2 separate regions of the Zea mays genome follow, and region 1 is linked to region 2. Evidence: chromatin contacts called from public Hi-C data. All regions are on one chromosome and are shown on one strand. The core of a region is the stretch at or near the end of the contact, and the rest is flanking DNA. Distances in the headings are between cores, read along the strand shown. Region 1 has its middle 120 kb from the start of LOC100284468. Region 2 holds the start of LOC100382343 (DNA gyrase subunit B mitochondrial).

Region 1 (2,824 bases), core at 78-2,577, 180 kb after region 2:
AGAGACAGATGGTTAGATATTTTGGCTGAACCACTTAACCCCATGGGCAAAAATGATCTATTTTTTATTGGTGCATGTGACGACCACGAGGTCTTCATGAATTTTCTTCGCCTCGAGGCAAGCTTTGTGATGATGCCACATGCCTCCCCCAATTTCCATCCTAAACTCCAACCAGGTTTCGACGCACAACCCCCCCCCCCCCCCCAAATCTCCAAAGTCTATTTGGTGGTTTCGAGGTCTAAACCACAAACCCCTTTAAAAGAAGCGTATCGACCACACCTCCTCTACGATTTGGAGACATGTCATCGTCTGTCATTAATCGCCTGATCACTATGTCCTCCCGTATGAGAAAAATTAGTGCGCGAACCATCAAGTGGAGACTCACCACAACAAGCAACCAAACATTGGGGGGCATATTTTGCATCACATCTTGGCCCCCATTGATTTTCTATCTACTCACTTGCTCTTTATTACTTTCTTACTTTCTTGCATGCATGTAGTTTCTTGTTTAACAAGCTAATATAGCAGTAGTGTAGTTGTAACTTGTAGTTTCTCTTGTTAGCTGCTTTAGCTAGTTGTACACATATAGGAGAGGTGAGACGGCGAATGAGGATCATAGAAGAGATGCTAGAGATTGGTTTAGATCCACTTGAAAAATATATTTCCGCAGCTTGATTCTTTGACGTTTAGATCATATTCCATCTCCGAGAACCAGCTCAAACTCAAAATCGCATGGCGCAGAAGAAACTAGAATCGCTTTTTTTATATATATTATATTCTGGCGTACGGAGGGTGGGGGCGAACGGCAAGATCGATTCCAAGGATTTGATGTAGCAGCATGCGGCATGTCCCAATCCATTCCAAAACCCGCAGTAGCCAGCCCGATTGCAGCAGGGCAATAAGTTGGAATCATCATAAGGTCCAGCGTTTAATCATAATACTACTACCAGCGGTGGCGACGGAATAATGGATCTCTTGGCTTGTGACCCGGGTTTAATTTTCTAATGGATACGGGAGAGTAAACAAAGCACCAATAATTCATGCATGCTCTCATGGCGAGACGTACGTGAGCCGGCCGGCAACACACACACACACACACAAAAAAGATTCTAAACCTTCGTCAAGTAGTATCAGAAAAAGAACCCAAAAAAAATGAAATGGATTCCTCCCGTGGACTGCGTGCCCGGTTAAAAAAAACGTACGGGGGCTGCTGCTGAGAAAACGACGTCCGACCGTCCACACGTCGCGGTCCTCATCAATAAATCAGCCTACACTGTAGGCATGTTAGCTAGCTAGGGACTGGACCATCGATAGATATATATAGGTGCATGGCGGATCGGTGTGTCTGGGCCGTGCGATCCAGCAGATGTGTGCGCGCACATAATATTCCTGGTCGTGTCAGATGACGGATGGAATCGCTCCAATCAGGAGGCCGGCAAACGGAACGGAGAGCCCTGTGTGCATGCATGCGCACATGATCGTTTCGCTGTGTGTTTTTTTTGGGCATATGATGATAGGCGGCCCTAGGCCGGGGAAGGGAGGGAGCGAGCTGGACAGATCGATACGTCCATATGTTTATATTTATATAGGAACATGGTCATATCACCTCTGCTGTTGGATCGGACATCTCGATCTCGGCGCCCAGCAACGTGACTAATAATCACAAATCAAAGTCGATCCACAGCTCATGGTCGTCGTTGTCGTCTTTAGCAGTTCTTGATTAGCGACATAAAAGTAACTTTTAAGGTCAGTTTCAGCATGAGCTTTATCTGAGTTTATTTGCACAACATGCATGTCAGTAAGCTTAATAACTTGGCATGTTAAATTATGAAGGAATTAGCTAGCTAGGATACGTGCATGTTTCCATATTTATGGAGACATGCATATTTAATAACTTGGGCAATGTTATTTATGAGTTACTACAATTTTGAAGGAAGGAAGTAGTTGTTTCACATGCATATACATACAATAAGAGATAAGTGGAAGATATATATATATGTATTCCCTATTTTTTTAATAGTAGTAGTAGGTAGCATGTGTATACCACAAGTCCACAATGCATGATATGGCAGCTAGCTGCCAAGATCACAGTAATAATAATGCCAGCACATAGCCAAGAGCAAGGAAGGAATCGTTGAGCAGTGGTGGTGCTAAGATCCGATCCGAGCACAACTTAACGACGTACGTCCGAGATCGACCAAAGAAACAAGAATCGATCGTTGGCTCGACCATACAAGAAATAATGATCGAGACAGCATGCATGGTGGTGCTAGTTAAGATCTAGAGGAAGAACGCATACATGTCCAGATCAATTGGGTACTATGCATGTGTGCGCATGGGCCGGGTGATAGCGCGAGCAGTTTGATATATAATATAAACCATTGAGATAACGAAGGGCCAGATTAGAGATGGCCAAACGGGCCGCCTGGCTCGGTCCGGCCCGGACCCGGTGAAGCCCGGTCCATTTTGGGTCCGGCCCGCAGCGGGTCTAACCGGCCTGGCCCGTTTAGCACGGAAAAAGCTGGCCGAGCCGGTTAGGCCCGCTGTGGGCCGGGCTTCACCGGGCCCAGGCCGAACCGAGCCAGGCGGCCCGTTTGGCCATCTCTAATCTGACCCTTCGTTATCTCCATGGTTTATATTATTAGCACGAAAAAAGCTAGCCGAAAAACGGGCTAAGTGGGTCGGTATGCACGTTTTAGTGCAAAAAAACGGGCTTAACAGACTTAAAGGTAAACGGGCCGTGCCGGGCTAGCCCACCGTACCTAGTTTCCTGTCCGAGCCCGGCTCGCTTATTCGTACCGGTCCGGCCCGGGCTCGCATAGGA
Region 2 (3,169 bases), core at 214-2,713:
GGTGCCGCACCACAGTGAGCCCAACCGGGCGCTTGGATGCCTAGTCGGCGCCTAGGCAACGCCGTGATAACAATGGTGCTGCTCTACGCTGTTTCTCTCCAACTTTCCTTCTCTAGCCCCTCATTCATACTTGGAATCCTAGATAGGAGACACGCCAGTGGCCGCGCAAGGCTCACCAGATTTTGGGCTTGGCAGTCGGCTGAGCGCCAAATCAAAGCAATCCTGCTGTTGGGCAGCCACAGCCCATAGGCTATGGTTGCTAGCAAGCAACCTGGTGTCACAACCTGGGTAGGGCACAACAGCAACAAGGCACGTCGCCATGGACGACACACAGCAGCAGGGTGTGACCACCGGCCTGGCATGTCGTACATGGCACCATCTAGAGGTAGGCACGCTGCAAGCAGCACTCGGCAGTAGGCAGCAACAGGAGGTAGATTCCCCATTCCTAAATCCCAAATATTTCAATGTTGAGTTTCACAATCCAGAAATACTCATGCCAGTTCCCATGTGCCTTTCTCAATTTTTTACAGAAAAAAATGTAAAATTTCACATGCACATGAACAATACATAGAAATCCTTTTTCTCCTGCTCCAATGGCAATTATACAATCAATGCCTAACTTGTATGTATATCTTCAGGTTCATATGCTATTGTTAATGAATGATTTGAGGAATGAACCAAATCCTCAATGGTTAGGATTTTTTTACCACTTTTATGTTCTCACCACTATGTTCTTCTAAGTGTGTAATTGAAACATCATCTACAATTATATGTTTTGGTTTTGTTATATCACTATTTGACTTGATGTGGATGTTTTAGACAATCACATATTGGCCCTAGGTGTGAAAATCAACCAGCTCCACCACTGTGTCACACGTCATTGATATATGGAAGCAATAACACTGGGCTGTGCACCTCTAGGCCTGTGGCGCAACACTACTGACAGACGATCCAGTTACTATCTGGCAAAATGACTCGGATTCTTTGCACGCCTGAATTAAAAAGCGGCCTCTGCGGCCCAAAAAAAGCAGGCTCAATTGCAGCAATAATCACCTGGACATTGGCAGCAGTGTACTCCGCGGACACCTGCTTCTCGTGCATCGCCTCAGACGCCGTCGTTGACGCCATGAACGCACGCACCCGGACCCCATTGCGCCGCGTGGCTGCCGCGGCCACAGCACTACAGTAGAAGATGGGTAGCAGCATATCATTTAATCATTAACCCTCCAGCTCCAGCATGGGAGGTGCTGGGAAGCGGGAGGACGTACCTGGGCCCAAACAGGAGCCGAGGGACGGCGGCGGTGGAGCGGGGCGCGGGGAGCATGCGGGAGGGAAATAGACTGGCGCCAGTGGAGAGGAGGCGGCCGAGGAGCGCGCGGAGGCGGGGAGGGGGAGGAATCGGCCGGAGGAGTAGCGCCATCCGCGTCGGCGAGCCCTCGCGCTCGCGGGCTCCTTGGTCTTGGCTTGCCGGCCGCCTACTTGTGGCTGAGACCAGCCGGGGCAGGAGAGCTGGGGTTTTGAGCGGAGGTGCGGGTACTGGATGAGGTCGAGGCCGAGGGTTTATGGCGCCTCGGATTTACCATATCGGGCGGCTGGTGCTACCATATCGTGCGTGGGCCTGATCATAAGCCGCTCGCGGCTGGCTAGGGTTTATGGGCTGGAACGGCCAGGAATCGCCGAGCAGTTGCTGTGGGCCTGGGGGAAGCGGGAGTGGAGTAGTGGACCTTAGTGGGCCGAATTAGAGGCTGCCCAATGCGCGGATACCTTTGGTTCAGCTCTCTGAACGACATTCGCTCCTAAAAATCTAAAATCTCAAGTAAATAAATATAATAATAGAATAGATTTTAAAAATATATAGTTTTTTATAGTCAATTTAGAATCACTATCTACCCTATTTTTTCAAATTCATGTCATCCATGTTATAAGTTATCATTCACTTACAGAATCTATAGTTGACGGTTGTTTGAAGTAAATATATCTAAAATTTTCATAGTGGTGAACTAACAACAGTTTTCTCACAACTAGGGTCAGATAGTTTATGAATCTACAACTGAACCCAGACCCTTAAAGCATCCACGTCCTGAGCCTTGGTGGTTGGTGGGATGTCGCCCTATAAAATCATATTTGTTTGACCTATAGTTTTTAGAGCTTTTTCTTAAAAACTATTGATGGGCTTTTGATCATGAGAAATCAATAATATCTTTTCGAGGGATGTTATTAGATTCCTAAGCTCAAGAAGCTACAGAAAGCCCATAAAATCAGTTTTCTCGTGTGCCCACATATACACAGCTTTTATGAGTTTCTAGCTTTTCGAAAGCTAAACCAAAATATTAGCACTGATTGTTTTGTTTTATCTTTTGCCTTTTCACACTAAAAAACAGGCGACAAGCAGAAGCAAACAGGACCTAAAGCCTTGTTTGGCATGGTTCCAATTTAAACTTTAGACTGGAGTTGAGTGGACCAGCCAAACACCCTAACTCCACCATTTTTGGAGCAGCCCAACTTTATAGAGTTATCGAAGCTCTAGTCTAGAGTTTGAGCACCTCTTTTCCAGCTCCAACCCACTCCAAAATAGATGTATACATTGAGTTTGTGTTAATATTTACCCACCGATGTCATCGATTACAAAAACAATAATTTGTTTCTCTTTTTCTCGTCCATCTAATCGTGTTTCTTCCCTAGCATACCCTTCTCGCGTTTCTTCACCAACATCATGTGTGCACCGGCACCACCCGTTGTCACTAGTGCACCATGCCCCCGACCGATTGTGCCATGCCCCCAACCGGTCGTGCCCTGCCCTCGCCCTAGCTCCTGTGGCCTCGCACACCCGGTACGCTAACAATCGTGCGCGTCGCACGCCCAACCGCGCTACTAGCCCCACCTCCTAGGTAAGAATGTTAAGGCAGCCACAAAACAATCTTTTCTGGAGTTAAAGCCAAACACCTTCTCCTAGGAGAAGCAGGTGCGCGACAGAGCGGCTAGAGTAGTGGTCCCACCTGTCGGCGACGGGTGAGAGCAGAAGCGTGCGCATCCGAGCGACTGGCGGGCGGGGTCCGCCCGTCGGCGACGAGTTTCCTTCTGAAAGGGAAATAGGCTTACACCTTTTCCTAAATGATTTTGGTGGTTGAATTGTCCAGCACAAATAATTGGACTAACTAGCTTGCTCTAG

What was found. Hi-C and Micro-C count contacts between places; a contact is called where the count stands out from the background.
Region 1: a Hi-C map of tassel shows a contact between it and region 2, with 5 times the contacts expected there. The contact joins the enhancer-like site here to the promoter of LOC100382343 in region 2. A contact is called at or near these places in 4 of 25 Hi-C or Micro-C datasets (bundle sheath, ear, leaf and 1 more).

What each region holds. Positions count from the first base shown.
Region 1 is chr3:42,997,839-43,000,662 of Zm-B73-REFERENCE-NAM-5.0, forward strand. No RefSeq gene overlaps it. Among protein-coding and RNA genes, the nearest start is that of LOC100284468, 120 kb to the right of the region's middle. Within about 2 kb of position 1,328, at least 15 of the 20 cell types and tissues checked have an H3K27ac peak or open chromatin away from gene starts, as enhancers often do. A contact at or near this core is called in ear, leaf and tassel, where this site is marked.
Region 2 is chr3:42,819,318-42,822,486 of Zm-B73-REFERENCE-NAM-5.0, forward strand. LOC100382343 (DNA gyrase subunit B mitochondrial) reads right to left here and starts at 1,464. Exons shown (of 21, transcript NM_001175090.1): 1 at 1,269-1,464; 2 at 1,054-1,180. The coding sequence starts at 1,420.